Regions from separate parts of the Mus musculus genome. Here regions 2, 3, 4 and 5 are each linked to region 1. Evidence: chromatin contacts called from public HiChIP or PLAC-seq and promoter capture Hi-C data. All regions are on one chromosome and are shown on one strand. Each heading gives the region's core, a stretch centred on a gene start, on an enhancer-like site or on the middle of the called end of the contact. The rest is flanking DNA. Distances are from core to core; before and after follow the strand shown.

Region 1 (2,700 bases), core at 45-2,544:
ATTGCCGTTTTCACCGAAGTGACTCCAAAACCTCAACTATGCAGTGAGTGAACATTTGTCAGGCAGGTCCAGGCTGAGTCACCTGCATTCTGAGCAGGAGCCAGAAGAGGTGTTTTCTGTGGCAGGGAGCTGGAGTGAGTGGCAGTTAACATGGCCCCCGGCAGCCTTACCTGCTGCATTGCCAGAACATGGTTGCCCCCACAAGATCATCCCTCCCGCCCCTGACCTGCTCCTTGTCTGTGGATTTTTCTGCCGTGTGACACAGGTGGGACGTTTGTACTAGCTGCTGTCACTCAACAGCAGGGCCTCTTCAATCATTTTTATGGTTCACTAATATCCCAGTGCCCGTGAATAGGGCTGCTGTGACCTCTGGGTGCACTCAGGGAAGGATTACCACGTCAAGGGACAATCCTGGAGCTCTGCCCACTGTGTACTGGTCCAGGGAGCCAGTGTCAGGAGGACTCAGTTTCCGGTTTAGGAGCTTACTTCTCCCTCCAGCAGGCTACTAGGGCCTGGGACTCAGAGTTAAGACCACCAAGTTTTTGAGGTAACTTCTGAGGAAGGGCGTGGTTGGGGACGCTCCTAGGAGATTTACACCTGATCCTGGCATTTAGGAGTTGGAGGGCCTACCAACAGGTTTTAAGGTCCTGGGATCTTCTAAGTCTCTGAGCTCACTCTCCTCCAGGCTGAATGTTTCCTCAGGAGAAGAGGGAGGAGGGGGGGCAGCTGCAGCATTGGCTGAGCTGGGGGGCTGGGAGGGAGGCAAGAGGCTACAGCAGGGGCTGAAATGAGGAAGGAGGGCGGAGGTTGAAGCCTGGGCTGAGCTGTGGGAGAGGCGCTGCAGTAGGGGACAGACAGACAGACTTGCTCAGGACAGGGGAGCTCCTGCTCCCTCTCGTGGCGTGGAAGAGGAAGATGGGGCTCTAAATGAAGGAGGGGTTGGAGGGAGTTAGACTCCCAGGGGAGGGGTAGGACTGGAGGAGGAAGAGGTCAGGTTGGGAATAGAGGTCCACTGGAGGAGGTGGGGGTTAGGGATAAAAGTGAATGGGCATGGCCAAGAAAGAGGGAAGGAGGGTGGAGACGTGGACCTTCTCGGGTAAATCTGGACGCAGGGTGGCGCCTAGAGGGAGGGGAAGGGCCAAAGTCCAGGTAGAAAGACAGGTGGGGAAGAACATGACCACAGTGAAGAACAGGACGGGGAGGGGCAAGGGAAAGGAACTAGACGGGGGGGGGGGGGGGGTGAGGGCGGAAGGAGGGAGACTTTCTCCTTGGCTACTAGGAAGCTCGACTCACTGGAGGGAGGAGCGGGAAAGGGAGAACAGGGAAGAAGCGGAGGAAGGCGAGTAGCCAAGAGCCAGCTCAAGGCGGTCGCCCAGGTAAACAGTGTGGCCTCCGGGGTTGTCTGGAGCCCGCGATCGCAGTGAGTGCCAGGGTCTCGGGTGGGGTGGTGCGAAGTTGAAATCTGTGGCGCTTTCTAGCTGCACCGTGCTGAAGATGCTCCGCAGCCCCGGCCATACTCCTGGGCTCCGGGTCTCTTAGACGCCGCGAAGTAGCCCCGCTACTTTCCAGGATCAGAAGCCCGCGTTTTCCCCAGTGTCTGCACAGCCGGGTGGCCTCGGCTCTGACTCGGTTTCCCCTGTTCGAGTTTGTGAAACTTTCCCTGTATGGGAGTTAGGCTGTGGTGAAGTAAACTGCGAGGCGTGGTGGTGGCAGCATAGTTAAATTGATAGTCTGTATTGCTAACCGAGGTTCTGACGCTTTGGGGTAAATTTCCCATTCTTTTCTTTTTTCTCCTTTTTTTTCTGAGACTGTCTTTGAACAGTCTACCTTCCTCCTGAGTGCTTGGTCTCGGGTCCCCACTTTCACTTTCTCATCCTGGCCTGTCACACTCTGTGGAGTCAGGAGGAGAAGGTGCGGCCGCTTAGGGGACATTAGTTGGTGCCCATCTGGTCAGTGTTTGCGCAGCCAGCCCAGGCCGGATCCCTTCCCCTGGGCGTGGCGTTTCCCCTCAATAGCTGAGATTGCGAAGATCCTGTAGGGGCCCCAGGAGACTACTCTGCTGCCCCCTCCGAGGTCTGGAACCCCGCGGACTTTTGTTCCCTGTCCTGCGTGGAGGGGCGCTGGAGGCAGAAGTGGGTGCCTGGTCCAAGTCCCTGTGCTAAGCTGATCCCCTGCCTCGGGTCCCCTCAGGAGGCGCTAACAGCCCAGCAAGGGTGGGGCTGGGGCCGGCGTGTTTACTTTACTCTTGATTACAGGGATCTTGTGTCTGTGACATTTTATCTTGATTGTAAAAATTAAAGAGGTTATTGTAATCCTGGTGTAAACGTCACCGGAAGAGGGACGAGAGAATGGGACCCGCTTAGAGGGTAGGGATCTAGGGTGACCCCAGACGCCAGGCCTATGAGGCTGCTCTGCTAATTGGAAGGGCAAGGAAATGGCCAGCACCTTCCCAGCCTCCGTTTCCTTGTCTGGGAAGTGGGCCGGGCTGGGCTTTCTTTCCCGGTTGGGGGTGGGGGGCTGGGGGACGCTGTGTAGCCTCGGAGAAGCTGTGTGAAGGCAGGGCGTTACCTCCGGAAAGCTGGGGTGTGAAAGCAGGGCCATCAAGACCTGGGCCTCCGAAGCTTTATCTTTATAGGAACTCTCTTTTTGTCGGTAAAATTCCAAGTTCCTCGTAAAAAGAAAATTGCCCAGGGTTAAGGA
Region 2 (2,700 bases), core at 151-2,650, 650 kb before region 1:
GAGACAGGATCTCTATGGTGACTGGGAACTCAACCATCCTCCTGCCCCATTATACACTGTTTTTGGATGGTGGTTTTCTGCCTACCCAATTTCCATTGGGGAAAACCATATGACCAGTGTACAGCAATAAATACCTTTAGCTGGTCACACCCCATTGCTCAGTCCCTTGGGATGTCAGACAGATGTGGAACTCTGCAGTGGGCTGGTCCCAGCATGGCTAGGAGGAGATAGATGAGGTGAGGGTGCCTGCCCAAGGACCTCCAGGGATGGTCGGCCTTCTGATGGAGAAAGCATGCCACAGTGCTTCCCAAGACATGCTTTACCTGGCTCAGGAGTCAGGAGAGACAGTGGCTTCTCTGCAGTCCTGCTGCCCTGCATGTGAGAGAGCTCTTAGGCCACCACCTTCCTACCTGGGCTTTTCTAACCTGAAGGAGCTAGTGGGCTCTGGGCTACCTATCCAACTCTAAGGGGTTGTTCAGTCAGGCTGCTTTGGGGAATGTGAAGGCCCCAGGCAGATGTCCCTGGGCAGCCCTGAGTCCAAGATGTCAGTAAAGCACTTGGCATGGTGGTGTTGTGTGGGATCTGTATTGTATTATGTGTTCACCCCCCACAGCCACCTGTGTCACCTGGGCCTGACCCAGATGAGGTGACAATTCAGAAAAATGTCTTCTGTTGAAAAGTGTTGATGTTTAAGGTGTCAAATTTAAAGCCAGCCCTGGGTCCCCTGAGAATCATTACCCAGGATGAGTGTCAGTGTGGGCCTGGGGTTATACACTACTCTGCTGTTGTGTTCTATCTTGGAGTTCAGTCTCTGCTCTCACAGAGATCAGTTTGGTCTGTCGAATAGTCTCCCTAAGCATCTGGACAGTCACTGCTGCTGGTAGCAGCTGAGGTGGCTAGCAGCTTGATGCTAAGGGTATAGTTTTCTCCTTGAAGCTTCAGAGTGTGAGCCTTAGGCTGCTGGGATGTGCACAGAAATTGGATGTCTTGAAAGCTCTACATTCTCCTGCCTGGAGATCTTTTCTAGAAAGGTCCATCAATGTATTAAATAACCTGCAGGTGTCTGGGACTGAAGCAGTTGATTGCTTTCAGACACATGCAAAACAGCCCTGAAACACGCCAGTTGGAGTGAGCACACGCCTCCCTCAGGTAAACAGTGGTGTATTTTCTTCAACGGACGGAGATGGAGATCAGTCAGAACTCACCGCTGAAGTTTCTAGGTAAAAGTTGTTGATTTGCAAAGAGAGAAACAGATTTTTTTAAGCTCAGGAAACGGCTGTGTGGGCGTCAGTGATTGGGTTGCCTGAGATAGCGGGATCCTGGCGGGCCCCACCCTGCCACTTCCTGCCAGCGCTGCCCTGCGGCTCCCAGCAGAGCCTACCCGCTGCCCCAGTGACACCCACTCACCAGCCAGTCACCTTTAACCTCTCCCTAAGTTAATGATCATCTTTATAACTACTCATGACCTCTCCACCCCATCTGCAAGGCCAGATGTCCTACAGGAGGAAGATTTTGGCAGCTTTTTTTTTCCCTTTCCCACAGCACCACTGAGAGTGCTTGTGTTAGTGAGCAGCCCATTCCCAAGCTACATAAGAATGGTCTAGCCTGTGTATTGAATTCCTCCGCAAAAAGTCATTCTCCTCGAGCAGAAAAGTCCTCCCCCACCCACATGCTATCTATGCAGAATGGCCAAGGCTTTCTCACAGGGTCAGCAGGGTACAGGCACAGGGAATATTTAGGATTGTAAGCAGCCCAATCCTGTGAACTTTCAGCCTTTCTGTGAGATCCCAGGAAGAGGATGGAACCTGCGGGTCAGGGCCCTGGTGCTGCTGGCTGTCCTGTCTATGCCCAAGCCCCTTGTTACTTCGTATTGTCAAATGGCATCACTGTCTGAGCCTGTGGTTAGCACCTCTGCCCTGAATATAACTACTTTAATTCCGTTCCCACGATGGTGGCAAAGAGATAATGCGCTGGGTACACTGGAGAGTATAGAAAGGAATGTACTTGTTCCATTTCAGGAAGGTTCTGGTGTTCGCTAGCAGCCAGGATGGCCGGAAGGCATTGAAGCAGCCCCCAGCCCCCACACACTCAGGGCACTCACTGCTCTGCTGTTGCTATGGCACCCTGGAGGGTCTGTCCCAGGGCTCGGGATAACCAGTGGCTGCTGTAGATCTATGCTGGCTGAGGGAGGGAGGCACCCATATACTGTATGGGTTTGCCTTCCCAGGCGGTGGAGGAACCCATGCTAATCCAGCTGGTTTCAGCAGCCTGAGGCCGGCTGTTGTTGAGGGAAGATTTGGCAGAACAGTTTGAAAATAGAAATAGTGCCTACCTCAGCACACCCACCCTTTTGCACTCAGCAAGGTGGATCCAGTGGGTGTCCTGTGGCCTGATATTCATTAACGAGTAAATGCCTCACCAGAGGTGGGTCACAATCTGGACAGTGGAGGTTCTGGGGGACCTGCAGGATGTAAGCCCAGAAAGACTGGGCCTTCCTACCGGGCCTCTGTGGTAGTAAGTGGGTGGGAACAACTCCCAGGCCCTCACTTGGCTGAAGGTCCACTCTTTGATCACCTAAAGGACTCAGGCCAGGTCTCTAGGTATATAAATGATTGACACATCACCCCTGTAGTGAGCTCAGTATAGTAGCTCACGCTTGTGGTCAGTAGAGAGCCAAGTAGGAAACCCCTCCCCCAAGTC
Region 3 (2,700 bases), core at 197-2,696, 810 kb after region 1:
TCGGGAAGACTCTTCCCTCCCTCCTGCGTTAGTGCTTCTTCCCATTCAGAATACATGTGTCATCTCATCTTAGTTCTACCCATTCTGAAGCCTTGCAAAAACCTGAAACCCCGGGCTGGAGAGATTGGCTCAGTTAAGAGCACTGACTGCTCTTCCAGAGGTCCTGAGTTCAGTTCCCAGCAACCACAATGTGGCTCACAACCATCTGTAATGGAATCCAGTGCCGCCTTCTGGTGTGTCTGAAGCCAGCTACAGTGTACCCACATGTAAATATAAAATAAAGTCTAATAAGAAGAGAAAAGCCCTTTCAACCTCATCAGTAATGCCCTCAAGCCCGCCTGCCACCTAGGTTTAGGAGACTGCCCTAGCCAGGCCTCCCTCCTAACCAGCACCTCCAGGCAGGCAGTCCAGCCAGTATACAGCATATGAGGCCACCAGGGGGCGTGTGCCTTAGTTTTACTTATCAGACCACCCGGGAAGTACAGACGTGGCTCAATAGGGAATCAACCCTGAACACCCCAGAAACGGCCAGTTCTCCAGAAAAGGGTCCCGGTGACAGTTCTGCATCATCCCAAGCCCTGGGTCCCTTGAAAGCCACTATCAGCAAACTTCTGTTCTGGACCCAGGTATGCCAAAGTACCTGCGACAAGAAGGGAGAAATGGGTATCCAATGAACCCTCACTTGTCATCCCAGCACTAGGGAAGCCATGGCAGGATTGACACACCTTTGTGGTCAGCCTGTGGGAAAGAAAGGAAGAGAACAGGAAAGGGGAGGACAGCCAGGTCAGGTGTAGTGCACACTTGTGTTCCTGCCGGTAGGGTGGGCCTTGGTCAGGACTCCATACCAGCCTGAGCTACATGAGACTCAGCCTCAAACGCGTGCGTACACGCATACACACACACACACACACACACACACATACACACACATACAACCATAGGTCCAGACTGCCCTGTGCAGGTAGGGAAACTGAGTCCTAAACAGAAGGAAGAAATTCTCCAAAGAGAACCTGAGTGCCTCCCACCGGGTTAGCAAGGGTGGACAGTTCCTTCTCCCACGCTGCGGAGAAAGGCAGATGCTCTCTGGGGGGAAGGCTCGAGTCTCGTTTTTCCTTATGGGGCCCGGAAGTCCCCGAAAGTGAACCCCAGTCCTGGGTTCCTCGTAGCTCTGGTTCCTAACTCCCGCAGGCTGTGTGAACAGAGGGGAGCGGAGGTCTGAGCCGTCCAAGGCCCTTCCTGTCTGTTCACAACTCTACACGGAACAAGCCCTAGATGTGGGAGAAAGTGTCAGGAGACGCTAGTGTCCCCCCAACCCCGTTGCCCGCACCCCTGAAGGCCCGCTCGCCCCAGGACGGAAAGGGTGCGGGTCGCGCCCGCCTCCCAGGCTGGGGGCGGGGCCGCGCTGACCCCGGAGCCCAATAAATCCGCCGCGCGAAAAGCTTGTGGGTCGACGGCCCAGCAGGAACTCGCGCTGCGACGACGCTCGCTCTGAGAGTCCCCGACGTCCTCCGCATCCTCTCCGTTCCGAGTTACCTGTCTCCATGGAGGGCGCGGAGGCAGGGGCCCGGGCCACCTTCGGCCCCTGGGACTACGGCGTGTTCGCGACCATGCTGCTGGTGTCCACGGGCATCGGTCTGTGGGTCGGCCTGGCCCGCGGCGGCCAGCGCAGCGCCGACGACTTCTTCACCGGGGGCCGGCAGCTGGCGGCAGTGCCTGTGGGGCTGTCGCTGGCCGCTAGCTTCATGTCGGCTGTGCAGGTGCTCGGGGTCCCCGCGGAGGCAGCGCGCTACGGTCTCAAGTTTCTGTGGATGTGCGTGGGCCAGTTGCTCAATTCGCTGCTCACAGCCTTGCTCTTCTTGCCGATCTTCTACCGCCTGGGCCTTACCAGCACCTACCAGGTAGGGGACTTGGTCCCATGGGAAGGTTCCGGGAAGATGCCGCGGGCACCGGGCAGGGCCAGGAAGGAGGAAGAGCCAGTCCGGGCCCCACAGCTCGCAGCAGCCTCGGGGCAGTGGCCTCCCGCTGACACCTGTCCCTGCGAGTGCCCGTACCAGCCACCCACCGGCGCCCGACAGAGTTCAAACGCCTGCAGTGAGGTGTAGGATTTCCCAAACGCTCAACAACTGTAGTGAAAACGGAATAGCATCCACTTGCAGTTTCAGCACTAGGGAGATTGAGGCAGGAGGATTGCCATGAGTACCAGGCCAGTTTGGACTCCCTAGGGATACCCCAGTTTCAAATCTGAGGGCGCAACTAGGCACCCTGAAACAACGGTCCAACAAGTGTAGCGACAATATGAAGTCCCATGTGTGATATCTCAGTACTAGAGAAGCTTTGGCAGGAGGATTGCTGCGAGTTCCAAGCCGGCTTAACCTACACAGAGACTCTGTAAGCTCAGTTGGGCACTCCGGAACAGAGTAGAAACAGTGAGGATGGCTGAGGGGTCACTTGCCCGGTAACCTCCAGCCCTTGGCTCCCTCTGCAGTACCTAGAACTGCGCTTCAGCCGAGCGGTCCGGCTCTGCGGGACGCTGCAGTACTTGGTGGCCACGGTGAGCGAGCTGCCCGCCCTGCCACGCCCACACGAGCAATTATCATAGCCCGCTCCAACCTGACCTCACGCCACACCCCTCATCCTACCTGGCCCCGCCCCCTTCCAGCTTGAGCTAAGCTTCTCTGGGACATACAAGGACCACGCCTA
Region 4 (2,700 bases), core at 170-2,669, 520 kb before region 1:
ACAGTCCAAGCTGCATTGCCTTCGGCTCCCCCTCTGGCAGCACAGCACAAGAAGACAACACACTCATACACATAAATAAAAATTTCCAACGGTCTTCCACCCAGGGCTGGAGAGATGGCTCAGAGGTTAAGAGCACTGACTGCTCTCTTAGAGGTCCTGAGTTCAAGTCCCAGCCCACATGGTGGCTCACAACCATCTATAATGAGGCCTGGTGCCCTCTTCTGGTTTGCAGGCATATATGCAGGCAGAACACTGCATACATAATAAATAAAGTCTTCCACTCAGGACCAGAGCTACCAACGACAGCAGGAAGGGGTGGCAGACCCTAGGGGACTCTAGTTTGTATCAAGTTGTCCAATTAGGGTGCCCAGAAGGGCCACAAGACCGTAGCCAGCCAGCCCATGTCGTTATTCAATTGCAGAGGCAAAAAAACAAAACAAAACACTCCACTGAAGTACAGGCTATACCAGACCAGAGAACACAATTGGCTGGGAGACAGCAAGGTGACCCACACATCCCAGAAACTCTGTGGGAGTTCCAATACATAATTGATGCCCTTTGTTAGATGGAGAAGGTGCCTTCCTGGGTTTTCTCAACAGGGATATCACATTGTAACACTGCATCCTAGAAGTTCAAGTCTACAGAGATAGTGCCAGGACAACCAAGGCTACATAAAGAAACCTGTCTCAAAGCAAACTAAACAAACAAACAAACACCCAAAATAACTAGTATGGCCTTGTGGGCCATGCTAGCCTCTCCAGGAACTAAAAAGCTGAGGCAGTAGTTCAGGGCCAACTGCAGCCTACATAGAGAGTTACAGAAGAGCCTGGGTTCCATCCACACACACACACAACCTTCAAATAACAAAAGTACATTTGAAGCTAGGAAAGCGAGTTGTCATGGAAACAGACTTTGTGGTAACTTAAGAACAATGAACTTGGCTAGCATTAAGAGCTGATGACATCTGTCTTCCCAGTTCACAAGAAGACCACTTTAGGCAGGGCTACCAGGCTACCAGGAGTTGGGAGAAGGCCTGGGCTACACGGGCAGTTGGAGCCGGCCTGTTCTGCCCCTGCCTCACCCGCTTCTCCTGCATCTTTTCGAAGGCTGCCTGCGCCGGCGTGCGCTTGTCCAGGCAGCGCCTTTTCTCCTCCTCGCTCTTCTTGCTCGTCCCCATGGCCTCCAGCATCTTGGCCTTGTCTTTGTCTTTCTTCTTCTTCTTCCTGAGAGAGAGGGGGACGGTAAGAGGGGCCGGAGCTGGGGGTCGGCCCTCAGGGACAGACCGCGGGCTCCCGGGCCTCACCGCTTTGTCACGCCGAGCTCTGCCACGCCTTTCAGCTTCAGGGGGCCCTTCTGGACTTGCTCGTAGGCCTCCATAGCGCTCGCAAGCCGTGCCCCGGGAACTCCGCCACACTTCCTGTTTGCATACAGTACTTCCGGCCGAAACCCTCCTCGCTTCCTTCTGATTGGTCAGCTAGGACGCACGCGTCCTCAGGGTTCAGAGTAAGTGCACACTTCCGGTCTCGGGTAGTCTTGGCAACTGTCCAACAACATAGCTCGCCTAAAGACACACTTCGTATTTGGGCGTCCATTTCTGACTTTATGGGCATCCACTTTTGCTTTGTGGCATTATTTACTTAATTACTTTTTTTCCAATTTAGAAAATTACAATTACCCAGAACTCCAGAGACAGAGACAGGAGGATCTCTGGATCTCTGGATTCAGCGTGTTTTATGTAGTGACTTCAGGTCAGCCAGAACTAAAGACTGTGTCTCGAAATAAGTAATAAGAAAGAATAAATCTGGGGCTGGTGAGATGGCTCAGTGGGTAAGAGCACCCGACTGCTCTTCCGAAGGTCCAGAGTTCAAATCCCAGCAACCACATGGTGGCTCACAACCATCCGTAACAAGATCTGACTCCCTCTTCTGGTGTGTCTGAAGACAGCTACAATGTACTTACATATAATAATAAATAAATCTTAAAAAAAAAAAGAAAGAATAAATCTTTAAAATTACATTAAAAGTTAGTTACCTGTATACGTGTATGTGAGTGTGTGTACACACGTGCCAGAGCACACGTGGAGTACAGAGGACACTTTGCAGTACTCTCAGGCCTTATGCTGTGGGTTCCTGGGAATCAGACTGATGTGGTCATATTTATAGACGAAGATCCTTTGTCTGCTGAGTCATCTCAATGGTCACAATTATTTTTCTGTGAGTTTGAGGGCAGAAGTGTCATGACACTAAATGAGTCTGATAAACGTGGAATTTGCTGTGTAGACTGCTCTGACCTCTAGCTTGCTGCAGTTCTGACTGAGCATGCAGAAAACTGGAACTGCAGGTGTGTGCCACTGCCCTAGCTTGTCTTGTTGATGTTTTATAGAGGACAGGCTTGCTATGTAGCAGATGATTAAACTGTCTTTTTGGTTGTTTGTTTGTTTTGAGACAGGGTCTCACTGTGTAGCCTTGGCTGTCCTTGTACTCCTTATGTAGGCTATGCTGTTGTGAATTCAGGGATATCCACCTGCCTCTGCCTCCCAAGGGCTGAGTTTAAAGGTGCGTGCCACCATGCCCAGCAACCTTACTTCCCAACTACTGGGATCACAGATGTGCTGGGATTTTTTTTTTTCTATAGCAATTTTGGGGAGTGGGGAGGTTACATTTATTTATTTGTGTGCTGTGTAGAGCAAGTAGAGGTCAG
Region 5 (2,700 bases), core at 150-2,649, 670 kb before region 1:
CATGGTGTAGCCATAGCTGTCCTGGAACTCGTAAATGAAGACTAGACTGCCCTTGGGCTTACAGAGATCTATCTGGCTCTGTCTCCAAGTGCAGAGATGAAAAGGCATGCATCCCATGACCAACTCCCAGCACTCTGTAAAAGCCAGGAATGTCACAGAAACTTCTTGAGTATCCTTTGTGGCCATGTCTATATTCTGAAAACAGGCAGAGCTTAGGACTAGCTGTTTTGCCTTTGAAAATGTTTTCTGTAGCTGGGTGTGGCACAGCAGTGGGAGGCCCTGGGTCCTGTCCTTCATGCAATACAAGTTAATAATTAAATAAAAGTAGTTGCTGGGCGGTGGTGGCGCGTGCCTTTAATCCCAGCACTTGGGAGGCAGAGGCGGGTGGATTTCTAAGTTCGAGGCCAGCCTGGTCTACAAAGTGAGTTCCAGGACAGCCAGGGCTACACAGAGAAACACTGTCTGGGGGGGAAAAAAAGTAGTTAACATGTTCTACCTCTATGATGGTACTCATTGCTCGCCCTAGTGTAATATCTCCCCTTATACCATGCTCAGTCACCGAGCAACCACGTGATTCAGTGCACTAAAAAGATGCCATCTACTAGTAACATTGTAGGTTATAAGTTCATCAACTTGTCTGCATGGTGACAGAATGGGTCTTCTGTGCTGAAGAACCATAGGCCTATACTTAACCCTTATATTTCTGTCCCCTAGGGTGATATGTTCTTCATTTTCCTGGCTGGTGGCTGACTGTATTCATGTTTGGAGGGCAGGGGGCTCTTTTCAGCTTCAAGTCTGGCACAGGCTGTCCCCTTTTTTCCTTACTTCTAATGTGAGTCCTGCCAGGGCCTTGGCTGCAGTGCTGAGCTGCGTGCATGCTTAGTCAGTCTTTGCCACTCAGCTACACCCAGCTATTTTATGGCCCCTTAGGGGAAGGAGCCACAGCTGCATGAAATGTAGATTTCTCCTGACGTTATGGTGTAGGCCCTAACATTCCACGTACTGGACTGGTAGTATAGTTCCCAGACACATTTGTGCTATTGAAATCTATTTACTCACTGTCTTCCCCTCAGTGATAGAAACACCAGATTGTCAGTAAACTGGCCCTGTCCATCAACAGCCCTTTAGTGCTCACTGTGAGCTTCCTTTCTAAGACTGAGCTGTTGTGGCTAACTCCATCCTTCTTCCCGCTATCTTTAGAACACAGTCCATTCCTTGCCCAGGGCTAGTACAAGAAGGTTGTCTTTTGCCTGGCCCAGGGTTTCCTTAGGTCATAACCTTCTTCCAGTGTCTCTCTGTTCTTGAACCCCGACAGCTGTGTGTGCTTCCTTTGTCCACAGTATGGCAGAAGGGGTTATTTCCTGCCCCAGTGCATGGGCTTCCTTTGGTCAGATTCTCCCATTGAGGTTCTCCCTGTCCTTGAACTCCAGCAGCTGCACTAGGGTGTGTCCATCTCGGGCCTGGCCGTACCCAAGCGTCGTCAGCAGCTGCTGTGCTAGCTGCATCTGTGTTTAACCTCCCTGAGCACCAGGCCTGGCTTCCCTAGGAAGGCCTGTGCCCAGAAGCTCTGAAGAATTGGTTCCAGGTAAGAAGATGGCCCACCCACTTCTTCATTTACTCACAGCCCAAGTCAGTGACTACTGCTTATTATTATTTTTTTAATCTTTATTTTTTTCATTTCCTGAGAATGACTCTTGCTGTGTGGCTATGCTGGCCAGGACCTATTGATCCTCCTGCCTTGGGCTTCCCAGAACCAGAGTAGCAAGTGTGCTTCCTGTTCCCATCTGGTGGCTTCCTCTTAACACTTCTTCCCCTGCCCCCAGGTTTCATAGAATTTTGGACTTATTTTTGGGTTTAATAGCCTTTTAGAGTATTCATGTCATTTTTCTGAACCTTTGTCTACTTTCACAGATGCCCCAGCTTTGACATGACTTGATCATTGAGCTCCTGCCTTTAAAAACAAACACACACACAGTTAAATAGCCCAGTTTTGTGGAGGATTGTGTCTCTTAAGCAGAACAGATCCCTGATTTCTCAGCCCATCATTCTGTTTGCAGGGTTCACCCACCCCTCAGGTCATTCCCACTATGGAAAAGCACTCTTCAAAAATGTTGTGGATTTTTTTTTCCTACTGCTTTGAGTACACTTGCCAGCTTCTAGAACTGAGTACCTTTATGCAAACATGCAGAGTGTCTTGCATGCTTTAGCAGCTCCCACTACACCAGTGTCACCTTAAGCCCCACTTCCTACTTGGGCAGAAACGGCCCACTTGGTTTTTTACATAGAACCGTGGGGTGGGGGTTGCTCCCAGCCCTTGGCTAGGCTCTGGCCCCATCATTCTGCCTCTGTGAACGTGGCGACCTAAGGGTGTGCGCGGGACCACACCACGTCTATCGCTGTCACTGACCTCTTATTTCACTTAGCTGCAAATCCTTAAAGCTTCTCCATTTACAGTAGAGTGTCCTTCCTTTTCAGGGCTGAGTATTATTTCACTTCACGGGTGGGTAGGTTCCATCTATCTACTTATTCATTCCGCTCAGAGACTTGATTAGAGTCACTTTAGATTTCCTGAAAAATTGCAAAGCTGTGATGCTTGTCTCCATGTGCCATGCCTGGTCTCCACTTTTACCTTAGCAAATAGACCAATGTCCAGGCTTGTTTGTAGCCAAAATCTCCACCTGGGTGACTCCCCTTCAGATA

Evidence for each region. Promoter capture Hi-C pulls out the DNA fragments that hold promoters and counts their contacts. HiChIP or PLAC-seq counts read pairs in DNA pulled down with a chosen protein or histone mark.
Region 2: an H3K4me3 HiChIP or PLAC-seq map of bone marrow-derived macrophages shows a contact between it and region 1, with 7 times the contacts expected there. The contact joins the enhancer-like site here to the promoter of B3gnt3 in region 1. A contact is called at or near these places in 5 of 39 promoter capture datasets (the 3T3-L1 cell line, liver, pre-B cells and 1 more), 1 of 15 datasets of contacts at CTCF or cohesin (large pre-B cells), 2 of 484 Hi-C or Micro-C datasets (B cells and pro-B cells), 2 of 115 datasets of contacts at active chromatin or transcription factors (bone marrow-derived macrophages and large pre-B cells) and 1 of 9 other capture datasets (embryonic stem cells).
Region 3: a contact with region 1 is called in a promoter capture Hi-C map of hematopoietic stem and progenitor cells. The contact joins the promoter of Slc5a5 here to the promoter of B3gnt3 in region 1. A contact is called at or near these places in 9 of 39 promoter capture datasets (the HPC-7 cell line, cranial neural crest, embryonic stem cells and 5 more) and 4 of 115 datasets of contacts at active chromatin or transcription factors (bone marrow-derived macrophages, embryonic forebrain, large pre-B cells and 1 more).
Region 4: a contact with region 1 is called in a FOXA1 HiChIP or PLAC-seq map of pancreatic cancer cells. The contact joins the promoter of Fam32a here to the promoter of B3gnt3 in region 1. A contact is called at or near these places in 12 of 39 promoter capture datasets (the 3T3-L1 cell line, the C10 cell line, the HPC-7 cell line and 8 more), 4 of 15 datasets of contacts at CTCF or cohesin (embryonic stem cells, large pre-B cells, pro-B cells and 1 more), 11 of 484 Hi-C or Micro-C datasets (differentiating embryonic stem cells, embryonic stem cells, liver and 2 more), 11 of 115 datasets of contacts at active chromatin or transcription factors (T-cell acute lymphoblastic leukemia, craniofacial prominence, embryonic basal ganglia and 8 more) and 3 of 9 other capture datasets (embryonic stem cells, liver and pancreatic islet).
Region 5: a contact with region 1 is called in a promoter capture Hi-C map of liver, with 2.3 times the contacts expected there. The contact joins the enhancer-like site here to the promoter of B3gnt3 in region 1. A contact is called at or near these places in 8 of 39 promoter capture datasets (the 3T3-L1 cell line, the C10 cell line, hippocampal neurons and 3 more), 1 of 15 datasets of contacts at CTCF or cohesin (large pre-B cells), 2 of 484 Hi-C or Micro-C datasets (B cells and pro-B cells) and 3 of 115 datasets of contacts at active chromatin or transcription factors (double positive thymocytes, large pre-B cells and pancreatic cancer cells).

Annotation. Positions count from the first base shown.
Region 1 is chr8:71,700,394-71,703,093 of GRCm38.p6, reverse strand. B3gnt3 (UDP-GlcNAc:betaGal beta-1,3-N-acetylglucosaminyltransferase 3) reads left to right here and starts at 1,294. Exons shown (of 3, transcript NM_028189.3): 1 at 1,294-1,376.
Region 2 is chr8:72,353,106-72,355,805 of GRCm38.p6, reverse strand. All of the region lies in intron 22 of Eps15l1 (epidermal growth factor receptor pathway substrate 15-like 1), which reads left to right. Among named protein-coding and RNA genes, the nearest start is that of Klf2, 35 kb to the right of the region's middle. Within about 2 kb of position 1,400, at least 99 of the 459 cell types and tissues checked have an H3K27ac peak or open chromatin away from gene starts, as enhancers often do. A contact at or near this core is called in B cells, bone marrow-derived macrophages, embryonic stem cells and 1 more, where this site is marked.
Region 3 is chr8:70,891,503-70,894,202 of GRCm38.p6, reverse strand. Slc5a5 (solute carrier family 5 (sodium iodide symporter), member 5) reads left to right here and starts at 1,446. Exons shown (of 15, transcript NM_053248.2): 1 at 1,446-1,898; 2 at 2,486-2,551. The coding sequence starts at 1,542.
Region 4 is chr8:72,218,464-72,221,163 of GRCm38.p6, reverse strand. Fam32a (family with sequence similarity 32, member A) reads right to left here and starts at 1,419. Exons shown (of 4, transcript NM_026455.5): 1 at 1,304-1,419; 2 at 1,082-1,223. The coding sequence starts at 1,377.
Region 5 is chr8:72,374,055-72,376,754 of GRCm38.p6, reverse strand. All of the region lies in intron 16 of Eps15l1 (epidermal growth factor receptor pathway substrate 15-like 1), which reads left to right. Among named protein-coding and RNA genes, the nearest start is that of Gm46043, 39 kb to the left of the region's middle. Within about 2 kb of position 1,399, at least 11 of the 459 cell types and tissues checked have an H3K27ac peak or open chromatin away from gene starts, as enhancers often do. A contact at or near this core is called in liver, where this site is marked.